Linked DNA regions of Drosophila melanogaster: region 2 is linked to region 1. Evidence: chromatin contacts called from public Hi-C data. All regions are on one chromosome and are shown on one strand. Each heading gives the region's core, a stretch centred on a gene start, on an enhancer-like site or on the middle of the called end of the contact. The rest is flanking DNA. Distances are from core to core; before and after follow the strand shown. Region 1 holds the start of ncm (nucampholin). Region 2 holds the start of tos (tosca).

Region 1 (6,845 bases), core at 1,818-4,317:
ATCAATGGTAAGTTGTTAGATGTTATTAAAATACTTATCTAATATCTATATATTTTCTTTCAGAACTCGAGCGATTCATTGTGAATGTGGAGGGCAAGGGAGAAAATGCCAACAACATCAAGAGGCAACTCCTCAACGCCTGTTTCCGTTCGCAAAACTTGGAGAAGACCCTCCAGGTCATCGAGAAACTCGAGGCCGAAAAATTCCAAATCCCCGTTGGCATTTATGCCCAGCTCATCGATCTGAACACGCATCACAAGAAAAGCTCTGAGGCCTTAGAAATCTATGGCAAACTTAAAGCAAAGGACGCCACTTTCCAGTTGGATAACTTGAAGGCGGTTCGACTGGCTGATCTTCTCTTGCAAGAGGAACGCGTGGATGCTGCTTTTAAGATACTGGAGGAGAACAAGAAGGAAGTTCCCGTAGCCGAGGCCGAAGGAAGCTATAATTACATGAGCACCGTGTGGAGAATTTTGAACTCACTAGCCGAGGCCGGTCAGCCGGAGAGGCTGCGCAAATTGTTCGACGTACTGGTGGGGGCCAATTATATTGTGCCCACCAATGTGCTGCTGGGTCCACTGATCAAGGTTCACCTGGTCAAGGATGATATTCCCAAGGCAATCGAAGCCTTCGAGGAGATTTGCCAGAAGTATAAGTCCACGCCTTGGAAGAACGAGCTGGCTTGCCGTCTAATACAGAAAGAAGATGCTGCCAATCTGCAAAAGTTAACAGACTTGAGCACTGGAATCCATGGTGAAGTAAACAGCCTTTACGATCTGGTCTTCTCCTTTGTGGAGTGCGGCCGTGTGCGGCAGGCCAGGAAGATCCTGGAAACCCCCGGACTGCGTACCCGTCCGCAAAGAATAAACAGTGCCTGTGATCGTTACAAGAATGAGGGACTACTGCAACCGCTGGAAGGTCTTATTGAAGCCACGAAGGACCTGGGACATATCGACAGGAATAAGATTTACTACACGCTCCTCTTGAGCTACGACAAGGCAGATGAGGCGGAGAAGGCTTTGGGACTGTGGACTAAAATGCAGGAGGAGAATGTGACACCAAACGATGCTTTCCTTTTGAAATTGGCAGAAATCCTGAGTAAGAAAAATATTGACGTGCCTTTTGTGGTGCCAGAGACCCAAAACGAACAAGCCAAGGCCAAAAAAAGCAAAGCGAAAGATGCAACGACAACAGAAGCAGCCACAGAAACAGCTAAAGTAGCAGAACAGCCCAAGGAGAAGGCTGCGAAAAAGGAGCCAGCTAAAACGGAAACAGCAAAGCCACCCAAAACCGCCTCCCATTTGTCCGGCTTCCGCAAGGCAATCCAGGCCAATGATCCAGATGCAGCCATCTCGCATAAACAAAGTGTTCTGAGTGGCGAGAAAATTGGAGCTTTGGACACCTCTCGACTGATCGAGCTCCTGGTTCGAGCTGATCGCTTAACGGAGGCCACCAAGTATGTCGAGGAGCTCCTGGGCGATAAACTGCACCCGCAGCCCAAGATCTTCAAGTTTTACCTGAACAAAATTGCCGCTGCAGGCGATCTGGAAACAATGCAGAGAATTGGCCAGCAGCTGAATGACGAGCAGAAGCGTCTGATTTCCTTTGACAATCGGTTTTGTCATGCCAATATAGTGGCCGGAAAGGCGGAGGAGTTCCTGAAGCACTTGACCACAGAAATCGATGCGGCCAAAACTCCCGAGGAGTCAACCAAGCTGGCTGAGAAGTTCCCACGCGGAGGAGCAGTTGGCATTTTGGAAAAACACCCGGAATTGGTGCCGCAATGTAGGTCCCAGAAATGCCTATTAAACAAGTGTTAAAACTATAAATTTTTCTGATAATTTTCAGATCAATCCCTCGCTGAGAAGTTTGCTGCTCACAATCAACTAGGACCCATGAATGTCCTGTGGATGCATTTGATTTCCACTGGCCAGGAGGCGGCTTCTAAGGAGATTTGGGATAAGCACCTGTCCAATGCCCCAAGGCTGATGTTCCAGCGCGTTTTGCAGACGGCTCGCGAGCAGCAGGACGAGAAGCTCGCCTCCACAGTCATTTCCCAGCTGAAGAACAGCAAAATCTCCGAGGGCGCGATCGGAAACGCGTACTCCTGCCTCATTGACATCCAGACTACCAAGGGCAACTCCGACAAGGCCATGGTTGTCTTGGCCAATGCCATTAAGGACGTATCCTTGGAAAACATCAACAGGACAGCTCTGCTGCGTCTGAAACAGGCGGTGGAGGAGAAATCCCAGAAGTTCCCCTACACGATCCCCGAGAAGCGGACGAAGGCCGACGACTCCAGCTCGTCCTCCTCTTCATCCTCCAGCGACGACGACGTGTCGCCATCGGTACCGGAAACTGTTCCACCCAAACCGGACAGCAAGGCCTAGAGGTTTCTGCAAAAGGTCCTTGTTTAGTGTAGGCCGTCGTGATTAAAGCTTATTTTTAAAGTATTTACTATGGATAAACAATTTGTAAACTAAAATAAATTTAGTTGTTTTGTTGCGAAAGTGCGCCAGTTATTTTTCTAGGGGATTCAACTGAGCGATAAAGGATCTTTTTTACTATTTTCAAGATGAAGCTATCATTTTTAATTTTCAATAAAATAATGGTTCAATTCATTCCCTTAAGACAGATCCTAAAATTAATTGGAAGCACGCATGATGTTGTAAAACACGATTGCCCGTTTTGGAGCCCAAAAATCGCTAAAAAAAAAAAGTTTCGTTTCAAATTTAATGTTCTTGTTCCATATCCTTGTTCCATTTTCGAGCTGATATTCGAAATTTCTGCAGTGCAATGAACCAAATATGTTATAACAAATATATTACACTGTTTTAGTCGTAAAAAAATCGTTGCCCTTAAATATTGAGGTTCGCTGTGCTATAAAATTTACGATAGTGCCATATTATAAAATTAATTTTAAAATATCATTTTTTCTAATGTGGAACTTGAATTTAAATTTTCAGTTCAATTTAAAAAACACATTTAGCATTTCTATAGCTGACTATCGAAACTACAATTTCGATACGATTTAGCAGTCAAACACATGTGTATATCGATACCGTCGCCACTGGTGTCCCATCTCTAATTCTATCGCCGCGTTGTGTTTTTTGCTGCCCAATAATTTTCATCGTTGTTTTCCCTGAAAATTTCTCGAAATAAACGCGCGATGGGGGAAAGCGATGCCGAGAGCGATTCGAGCAGCAATTCCAGCAGCAGCGACACTTCCAGTGGCAGCGACAGCGACGCCAGGAGCGAGTCCTCGTCCTCCGAAAGCAGCGGGCGCGAGGAAGAGGAAGCAAAGCAGGAGGAATCCGCCAAAGATGCCAAGAAAACTGACGATACGGATAGGGGGGAGAAGCGTGCCAAGGAGAGGGATGCTGGACAGGATGAGCAGCCCACTGAGCAGAAGAAAACTCCTGCGGCTGAGCCTCGTTCGGAGCGCCAGCACATTTCCCATTCTGCTGGCGTGGAAAAGCAGCAAGAAGAAGCAGTAGCAGCTGCGGAGGCGGAAAGCGAGAAATTAAATGAAGCGAAAAAAGTTGAAACACCTGTCCAGCGGAAAGAGGAAGCAGAAGCCTCAAGTGTGACGAAAGAGCTGAACAGCCCGAAGGCCCAAGAGGAAAACGCTGCACGGGAATTAGAAGAGCGGAGGAAGGATGAAGAGCAGCCAGTGACCACCAATGGAAGTAGCAAGGAATCGCCGGTGGAAGCAGCAGCTGAAACAGTGAAACCTCCCACTGCGGACCACATCGAAGAGGGCGAGATAACCGACGTAAGTCATCATGTTTGGGTAGAATTCGGTATTAAGCCGCTTTACTATTTCGTCATCAATGAAATTCAAATTATTTAATTAATGAAATTAATTCAACACAATCATTTATCAGCTAGTTTTTTCATCATCATGATATGATAAATTTTCATTTTTTAGAAAGACGAAGATGACCTACCGACTAAAGAGGAAAAGAAAGCTGTCGCATCTAAGAGTCCACCCAAAGAAACCCAACGAAAACAAAGCCGCAGCCCGGATGGCAAACGACGACGCCCACGCTCATCCAGCAGGAGTCCATCACCCAGCAGCCGTCGTCGTCGTCGCTCGAGAAGCAAAGGCAGCAGGACCCGGAGTCGCAGTAAAAGTCCAATCCGCCGCAGATCCAATTCTTTGGAGAGAAGACGCGTTGAGCGACAGAGACGTCATGAGGAGCGAGATAAACGCGATGAAGAGCGAGCCAAGGAGCGAGAAAAGCGCCATCAAAAGGGCGAACCAACCAGCAGCAGGCGTAGAGATGATTCGAGGGAAAAGAAGAGGTCGCCAGAACGCAAAAGAGATCGATCCTCCTCCACTCCGAAATCCAAATCCTCAAAGACCCCACGCCACACCGAAACCACCGAAACTAATGCAGACAATGAAACCGTAACCGAACCGGCAGCCAAAATAACTGAGCGCCAACGAAAGACCGTCGATGTGCTGACATCTCGGACTGGAGGAGCCTATATTCCGCCGGCGAAGCTGCGCATGATGCAGTCACAGATCACGGACAAATCATCCGCTGCCTATCAGAGAATTGCTTGGGAGGCTCTCAAGAAATCGATCCATGGTTACATAAACAAAGTGAATGTAACAAATATAGCCATCATCACCAGAGAGCTTCTAAGAGAGAATATCGTGAGGGGAAGGGGCTTACTAAGCAGGAGCATCATCCAAGCCCAGGCTGCTTCGCCCACATTCACCCATGTATACGCCGCTCTGGTGAGCATTATAAATTCAAAGTTTCCGAACATAGGAGAGCTCCTCCTCAAACGTCTGGTCATCCAATTTCGTAGGGCGTTCCGACGCAATGATAAGATGGTTTGCATGTCGGCCACTCGATTCATTGGCCATTTGGTTAACCAGAGGGTGGCACATGAGATTCTGGCACTAGAAATCCTTACCCTGCTGGTGGAAACGCCAACGGACGATTCTGTAGAGGTAGCCATCGCTTTTCTGAAAGAGTGTGGTATGAAACTGACTGAGGTTTCGTCTAAAGGCATTGGGGCCATCTTCGAGATGCTGAGAAACATTCTGCACGAGGGAAAGTTGGACAAGCGTGTACAGTACATGATTGAGGTGCTGTTTCAGATTCGAAAGGATGGCTTTAAGGATCATCAGGCTGTTGTTCCGGAACTGGAGCTCGTTGAGGAGGACGATCAGTTCACACATCTGATGATGCTGGATGAAGCCACCGAAACGGAAGATATACTAAGTGAGTTTATCTACGAAAGGTTTAGTTTGTATTGAACTCTAATAATTTTTACGTTTCTTTATAGATGTTTTTAAATTTGACGACAATTATGCCGAAAATGAGGACAAATACAAAGGCCTAAGTCGTGAGATCCTGGGAAGCGACGATGGCAGTAGTTCAGGCTCGGGCTCCGGATCAGATTCGGATAGTGATTCGGATGGAGAATCCGGATCCGATGCGGAAAAGAAAGCCGAGGCTGGCGACATCATTGACAGCACTGAAACCAATCTGATTGCCCTGCGACGCACAATTTACTTAACAATCAACTCCAGTTTGGATTATGAGGAGTGTGCTCATAAACTGATGAAAATGCAACTGAAACCCGGACAAGAAATCGAGCTCTGTCACATGTTTCTCGATTGCTGTGCGGAACAGAGAACATACGAGAAGTTCTACGGACTGCTGGCGCAGCGGTTCTGCAACATCAATAAGATCTACATACCGCCCTTCGAGGAGATTTTTAAGGACACCTATCAAACCACCCACAGATTGGACACAAATCGTTTGCGAAACGTCAGCAAGTTCTTCGCCCATCTCCTGTTTACGGACGCCATTAGTTGGGATGTGCTGGAGTGCATCCAACTGAACGAGGATGATACCACGTCATCGAGCCGCATTTTCATAAAAATCCTGTTCCAGGAGCTAGCTGAGTATATGGGACTGGGCAAACTGAATGCCAAGCTGAAGGATGATGTTTTGGTAGAGAGCATAGCTGGTTTGTTTCCCAAGGATAATCCACGGAATACCCGCTTCTCCATTAACTTTTTCACCTCGATTGGTTTGGGTGGTCTCACCGACGATTTGAGAAGATTCCTAAAAAACGCCCCCAAATCTGTGCCCGCAATAAATGCTGAAATTCTGGCCAATGCCGGGGGGAATCCTTTCAGAGATGGCTCTGCACCCGCTGGAAACACCAAGGTGGCCCCATCTTCGTCCTCCTCGTCATCGTCGTCTTCGGACACGGACAGCGAAGACTCCAGTGAAGAGGACAGCAGTTCCGACTCTTCTAGTGAATCTTCAAGCTCCGATTCTAGCTCGGAACCCAAAAAGAAACGCAAACGCAAGGACAAGGATAAAAAGAAATCTAAGAAAGCGACTAAAGAGAAGTCGAAAAAGACCAAGAACAAAAAGAAGAAGAAGAAGGCGGAAAAGGAACAAGAAAAAGAAAAAGAGAAGCAAAGAAAGAGCAAAAAGGAAAAGGAGAAGGATAAAAAGCGTAAGAAGGAGGAAAAGAAGGCTGCCAAGAAGAAATCAAAGCACAGAAGAAAAAGTCAAGAGAGCTCGGATTCCAGTGGCAGCGAAGACAGCGATAAGTCCACCTCCGAATCATCCGACTCATCGAATTCTTCCAGCGATGAAAGTGACGCTGAGCCTCAGGCGAAGATCAAGCGCCAGGAGCATGTCGAAAAAAATAAGTTCCGAGGAAGGACCCAAGATAGTGATGAGTTTAATTTGGAAGGTCCTGGATCCAAAAATCGCTTTCAGCCGAATGGAAATGGCCAGAGGCGCAGAGATAACTCAACTGGCAGAGAACGAAACCGGGAGAATTCTTCGTACGACAGA
Region 2 (6,845 bases), core at 2,955-5,454, 230 kb before region 1:
AAAACTGGCGGAACATTTAAAAAAGGAGCTCCTAAGCCAGAGTCATTCGTCACAGGTTACGCTCAAGAAAATAAGAGAGAGAGTCGCCACAAATCTAATATATCCACCACCCAGTGCACCAGTATCCTCAACAACAATAACCCCAGCGCCTACGCCGTCAACGACACCAACGCCTGGCTCAACGCCACAGCATGCGGTTACATCCTCAATGGACCAGGAAATATCTGCAGCAAAATCGAAATCCAAGGCAGCTGAACAAATAGCAACTCCTCTGACACCTCAATCTAATAGCAGTGTTAGCAGCACCACTTCGACTATCCGAAAAACGCTAAACAACTGTTCACCCCACACGTACAGCAAGGCAACGGCGAGATCGGGAAAACTGCAGTCCAGATTCCGCACTGCCACGTTTCCGTACAGCACGAGAACGTGGGAGGATCAGGAGTTCCACTGTGACAACGAGTTCTTCCTGGAGGAGGCCGACGAGCTGCTGGCGGATAACCCTAGTCTGGAGATACCCAAGTGGCGGGATGTCCCAGTGCCACCCAGTTCGGATAAAATTGACACAGAATTACTGAGCGATGCGACCTTCGAGCGCCGGCACCAGAAATATGTGAAGGATGAGGTCGATCGAAAGTGTAGGGATGCACGTTATATGAAGGAGCAGATACGGCTTGAACAGCTTCGGATGCGACGGAACCAAGACGAGGTGTTGGTTGCGCTGGATCCTCTGCGCGCCTCCACTTTCTACCCGCTGCCCGAGGACATAGAGGCCATCCAATTCGTCAACGAGGTGACAGTTCAGGCATTCGGCGAAAACGTGGTCAACATGGAGGCGCGGGATGATTTCGGTGTGCCTTGGGTGGATGCAATCGAAGCGCCAACCTCCATAGCCAGGTCCAAGGCACTGGCTGAGCCGGTGGCAACGTTGGCTAGCAAAAAAATACCCACCACTGCTGCCGAGGCGAGGCATCAAGAAAATCACTCCTCCTACGTGTTTCCCAAGCGACGCAAGCGCCAGAAGAATCGTTAGCCAGGAAACGCCTGGGGGATCTGATACTGGAGCTAAGCAGAAGACTGTCGGTTGGGGGAAGTCGTTGCGTTTGACATACTAATGATTTTCAGTTTTAAATCATGAATTATTTCTTAAGCTTAACGTGAAAGCACCAGAGTTAACAGTAACGATTACCACAGATCGTCTAGAAGTCAAATAATCCAGAGCAGACGATGTTTATTGTATATATGGTTCCTCAACTGTCCGTTTTTATTTGTGTAATAAAATGAACGGAACGCTGAATTCTGGAACATTAGAAATTCTTTGTTATAGAATCTATAAATTTATGTCAAAGTTTTGTCGTTTCTTATGCGATGAGAGATCTTAAAAGGCAAGTAAATTGAGCTGTCCTATTCAAACATTTTTCTATTAAATTGTTATCATATTTATTTCCTTGAAATATAAATAATTCGATCTTATATTAGATGTAAATGAATCCAAATGTTCGTCGCCTGGTCTGGAAATGATTAGTTTTTAGTTAACGTCTTGCAATTGAAAAGAGTTTCACCCTTGCTTGTTTCCAATGTACGTAAATTACTTAGTCCCACACAGCATGTAATTCAAACCAGTCGCTTAGTTAGATTGGTTAACTCATCTCAGCTTTATCACCTTTAAAATCGCCCGCACTAAAGTGATAAGAACACGAAAGATATTCACATAAGTTATATTGGGCATTTTTTTGGAGAAAAACAATGAAATTCGTAGACTTATATTTTTAAATATTTTTTTTCTTTAGCCCTTATAACCATTTTTTTTGTCTTTGTTTATACTGTTATATCTGTCGATTCTCGAATGCAGACAACGTGTGTGTTGCAAAGAGTTACTCAGGTATATCTCTGATAATTTGTCTTTTTTTTTAGGATTTGATTGTGTAAAAATTGAGTGCGAGTGGTTGTCTGCTTCGAGTAATCAAATTATACATTGGATCTATTGTTTTATTTTATTAACTTCATTAAACTTGTTTTATGTTGTATCGAACAAGAAAGGCCGTTAAGATGAAAACTAGATTTGAAGAATAAATATAAAACTGATTCCCGAACTGCACACCCGTTTGGCCTTATGGGCACCATGTATTTTTGGCTAAATATTGTTTCGTTTAACACTTCTTCTGTTTGACTTTCTGTCGCAATGATATGGAGCCTGCCAACGTCCGGAGAAATCAAATCACCAGCTCGCTTTCGAGTGGCGTCTTATTTTTGTACATTTCGATAGGTGTAAAGTCGGTTACTTGTAATATAGCGTTAAGTAGGCACTGTACCCAAACGCATAGAGATAATTATAATGTAACAAAGTAAATACGATACGATGTACATTGTCCAGGAAAAGGAGGAGCGGAGGGTGGATGAACTTCGTTCAACACCATTTTACACCATTCAATGTAATTAGCGTTAAATAGTTCAATTTACTGAAGCTTCAACTAAAAATCAATTCGAAATTAATTGCCACCATTGTAGAGCCCTAAACAAACTCACCTACTGTAAGAATAAATGTACTACATACAATGTATTTGTATTTGTTTAACAAGTTTTATTGTAAAGATAACGATAATAATATACAGGATAAAGTAAATTGTAAAGCAACGAAATGCAATCAATACTTGGACTTGCAACTTATTTTGCACAGGTGATATGTAAATGAAATTCTAATAATTGACAATGGGTTTATTTAACAGGCCTCAATTGATTTTCCAATGACCTGGCATCGCTTGCTTCTGGTTTCCTTAGATGTCTTTTTGTTTGCGATCATCTCGATATAAACTTGTTTAGGGGCTAATTGCAAATGTATTTAATATCTTAGAAAATGCTTCATTATACTCTATATATTGGCTGTGACAATTTTATCTGACCCTCGTTACCTAATGGAAAACATAACATACAAAATCTTCAACAACCAGAATAGCTGGATTGAAAATCAGTTAAAATACCTTTAAAAAACGGAAAAGCCTAACGGAATTTTATATTATTTATTGCTCTGCGTCAAGTACTGGTGTCCAGTGCTTGCCCACAGCTCATCAATATCGTCAAAGCTCTCGCGCCACAGCTTCTGAAGGAGCTTCCATCCCTTTTCCTGGGTCACCAGGAGGTACTCATTTGTGGGATGCAGCGTGTGGGTGTAGAGTCCCATTACCAGGCTCTGAACAAATCGGGCAGTAACACAGTACTTGAGAAGGGCCAGCTCGGAATTCTCAATTGGGTTCAGACTGGTATAACCGGACAGAAATATGCCACCATTGGCCAAATCGTTGGCCTGCAGTATCATATAAGTGAGGGCAATTCCAATTTCGAAGATCAGTGGCGATTTGCTCGTATCACCGAAATCAATAACTCCCTTGATGGTATATTCAGTTTGATTGGGCACCTGCTCCACCACTATATTTTGTTCGTTGAAGTCCCCATGGATGATCTGGTGCTCCATGGATGGCAGTTGGCTCAGAACCTTGGCTTCAAAGGCATCGATCACCTCGTCGCAGATAAGCCGCTGCTCCTGATCCTTCACCACGTACAGGAATTGCCTAAGCTCGGGAACACTCTGAAGCATCCACAAGGTCTTGTGGCTTTCATATGCCTGGTGGGTGAAGTTCTTGAGGGCTCGATCCAACCTGGCCAAGTATTCGCCGCTGCGGTAGAGCAGGTGCTTCGTCACCGGCACCTGGTGGAAGATTTCTCCCGGTATAAATTCCAGCAGTCGCACCACATTCGAATTCCCATTCAGCCGTTCCACAGAGTAATACTTTCCTGTTGCATTGGCTACTGGTCGTGGGCATTTCACACTGTGTTTTCCTAGGGAATACGATTGCATTGTCAATTTGCTGATGATTTGGCTAGCAATTCTTACCCAAGTAAAGCAGCATCTGGTTTTGGGCATCCACGAAGTCCTCTTTCTTAGAGTCCAGTGAGTTGAGGATTTTCAGGACGTATCCGTGTGGACAGTGGGTTACAATGAGGGGGTTCTTAACATTACTGCAATACGGAAATGTATTCAATAGGAAATTACTTATCTTAAGGAGTAAATAAAAAATGAGGCATAACAAAGCGCCACATTCATAAAAATACAAAATAATATCTGTTAGAAATATTGAATTATTTTTAAAATCCAAGTGTTGGATAATGATAGACATATGCGTTCCATGTGAATGGCAATTCGAATTTTTTTTATAGCATCGCACTTTGGTCACACTGATGCATTGGCAATTTTGGCGCTAAGATCCGCAATTTTATTAATTGTTTATTTCGTTTTTATATGTGTTATTGTTGTTGGTCCTAACCATGGGCATTACCGGCCTAATTCCCTTCGTGGGCAAGGCCTCCTCGCAGCTGCATCTAAAAGACATTCGCGGCAGCACAGTGGCCGTGGACACATATTGCTGGCTACACAAGGGAGTCTTCGGCTGTGCGGAGAAGTTGGCCCGCGGCGAGGATACGGATGTTTATATACAATACTGCTTGAAGTATGTGAACATGCTGCTGTCCTACGACATCAAGCCCATTCTGGTCTTCGATGGGCAGCACTTGCCGGCCAAGGCTTTGACCGAAAAGCGGAGAAGGGACTCCAGGAAGCAGAGCAAAGAGCGGGCGGCGGAACTCCTTCGATTGGGTCGCATCGAGGAGGCCCGATCCCATATGCGACGCTGCGTGGATGTCACCCACGACATGGCGTTGCGGTTGATCCGGGAATGCCGGAGCCGGAATGTTGACTGCATTGTGGCGCCCTACGAGGCCGATGCCCAAATGGCCTGGCTGAATAGAGCAGATGTGGCCCAGTACATCATCACCGAGGACTCGGACTTAACGCTTTTTGGAGCCAAGAACATCATATTCAAGCTGGACCTCAACGGCAGCGGCCTGCTGGTGGAGGCGGAAAAACTTCACCTGGCCATGGGCTGCACGGAGGAGAAGTACCACTTTGACAAGTTCCGGCGCATGTGCATCCTATCCGGCTGTGATTACCTGGACTCACTGCCTGGCATCGGACTGGCCAAGGCGTGCAAATTTATACTAAAAACGGAACAGGAAGACATGCGAATAGCATTAAAAAAGATTCCAAGTTACCTCAATATGCGCAATCTTGAGGTAAGTTAACTTGCGGTTAGGTCTGAATTGTAAGACTAATAATCCTTTAATCCAGGTAGATGACGACTATATTGAAAACTTCATGAAAGCGGAGGCCACCTTCAGGCACATGTTTATCTACAACCCGCTAGAGCGTCGCATGCAGCGGTTGTGTGCCCTCGAAGATTATGAAACTGATGAGCGCTACTGCAGCAATGCTGGCACCTTGCTGGAGGATAGCGAGCAGGCTTTGCACTTGGCCCTAGGCAACTTGAACCCCTTCTCTATGAAGCGACTGGACTCTTGGACACCGGAAAAGGCATGGCCAACGCCGAAGAACGTGAAACGATCCAAGCACAAAAGTATTTGGCAAACGAATTTTCAAAGCGAAAACACTCACACGCCGAAGAAAGAAAATCCGTGTGCCTTGTTCTTCAAAAAAGTGGATTTTGTGGGCAAAACTCTAAACGAGGAAATCGAAGCTAATCAGCGACTGGAACAGGCTAAACAAACGGAGGCCGAGTTGTTTAACATGTACAGTTTCAAAGCCAAAAGGAGGAGAAGTCCGAGCAGGGAAGATTCTGTAGATCAAGAACGTACACCTCCTCCGTCGCCGGTGCACAAAAGTCGGCACAATCCATTTGCCAAGGAAAGGACTGGAGAAGAAGCTAATCAGCGATCCCCAGTAGTTTGTGAGAATGCCTCTTTGCTGCGTTTGCTTAGTCCGAAAAAGGCAAGTCCGTTGGATGGAGAAGCTGGTGTAAAAAAGGTTGATTCGCTTAAAAGAAGCATATTCGCCAAGGAACAAGTTCAGATCCGAAGTCGCTTCTTCGCCACGCAGGATGAACAGACAAGGCTTCAAAGGGAGCACTTAAGAGATACGGAAAATGACGATATGGATGAGCAGAAGCTGAGCTCTCACTCAGGCCATAAGAAACTAAGACTAGTATGTAAAGACATTCCAGGGAAGAACCCAATAAGACAACGTTGTAGTTCACAAATCAGTGACGGTGAAACAGATACAGATACCACAGCCTCTTCTCTTTTGGAATCACAAGATAAAGGTGTTCCTTCGCCTTTAGAATCCCAAGAAGATCTCAACAACTCTCAACCCCAAATACCAACTGAAGGCAATACCAATTCAACAACTATTCGCATTAAGTCACTGGATTTACTTCTGGAAAACTCTCCGGAACCCACTCAGGAATCCGACAGGAACAATAATGATGCCATCATTCTGCTATCGGACGACAGCTGTAGCTCGGATCAGAGAGCATCATCTACCTCATCCTCCAGCCAGCAACGCCAGAACTTTTTGCCAACCAGCAAACGAAGAGTGGGGCTGAGTAAACCCTCCACTGCCAAGAAGGGCACTCCTAAATCTAGGACGAATGGAAAACTGGGTGCCGTGAGCCAGAATCAAACCAAGCTCAGCATGTTTGGCTTCCAGACGAAACCTGTCCTCAAATAGATGGCTCTTCTAGATTGTAAGCTTTTTGTTCTCTAGATTTATCTAATTTATTAAAGTGAAGAGCTGAACTGACTACATCAGTGCTGAATGCCATGAATCCATCAAGATAGCAATTGCGATGCTGGCAAGGTGACTGTCGACTGCGTCACACTCAACTGCCGCGACTAACAACTTTAATTAAACTGGGTATAAATAGATGCTACATACCGCCGCATTTCTCCGGCTCATTATTATTTGTTTTCGTGTTGCACAGTCGTACTACGAACAGCAG

Evidence for each region. A called contact is a pair of places that touch in the nucleus more often than the background predicts.
Region 2: a contact with region 1 is called in a Hi-C map of the Kc167 cell line, with 2.9 times the contacts expected there. The contact joins the promoter of tos here to the promoter of ncm in region 1. A contact is called at or near these places in 41 of 107 Hi-C or Micro-C datasets (the Clone 8 cell line, the D17-c3 cell line, the Kc167 cell line and 13 more) and 1 of 6 datasets of contacts at active chromatin or transcription factors (the Kc167 cell line).

Annotation. Positions count from the first base shown.
Region 1 is chr2L:18,445,179-18,452,023 of dm6, reverse strand. It overlaps ncm (nucampholin), which reads left to right and starts at 3,067. Exons shown (of 3, transcript NM_136033.3): 1 at 3,067-3,775; 2 at 3,932-5,243; 3 at 5,308-6,845. The coding sequence starts at 3,170. bsf (bicoid stability factor) reads left to right here. Exons shown (of 5, transcript NM_078872.5): 3 at 1-7; 4 at 64-1,785; 5 at 1,849-2,507. The coding sequence ends at 2,390.
Region 2 is chr2L:18,679,434-18,686,278 of dm6, reverse strand. tos (tosca) reads left to right here and starts at 4,204. Exons shown (of 2, transcript NM_057797.4): 1 at 4,204-5,124; 2 at 5,180-6,648. The coding sequence starts at 4,321. The coding sequence ends at 6,574. It overlaps CG31751, which reads right to left. Exons shown (of 4, transcript NM_165260.2): 3 at 3,890-4,014; 4 at 2,564-3,834. The coding sequence ends at 3,014. msl-1 (male-specific lethal 1) reads left to right here. Exons shown (of 2, transcript NM_057548.4): 2 at 1-2,559. The coding sequence ends at 1,033.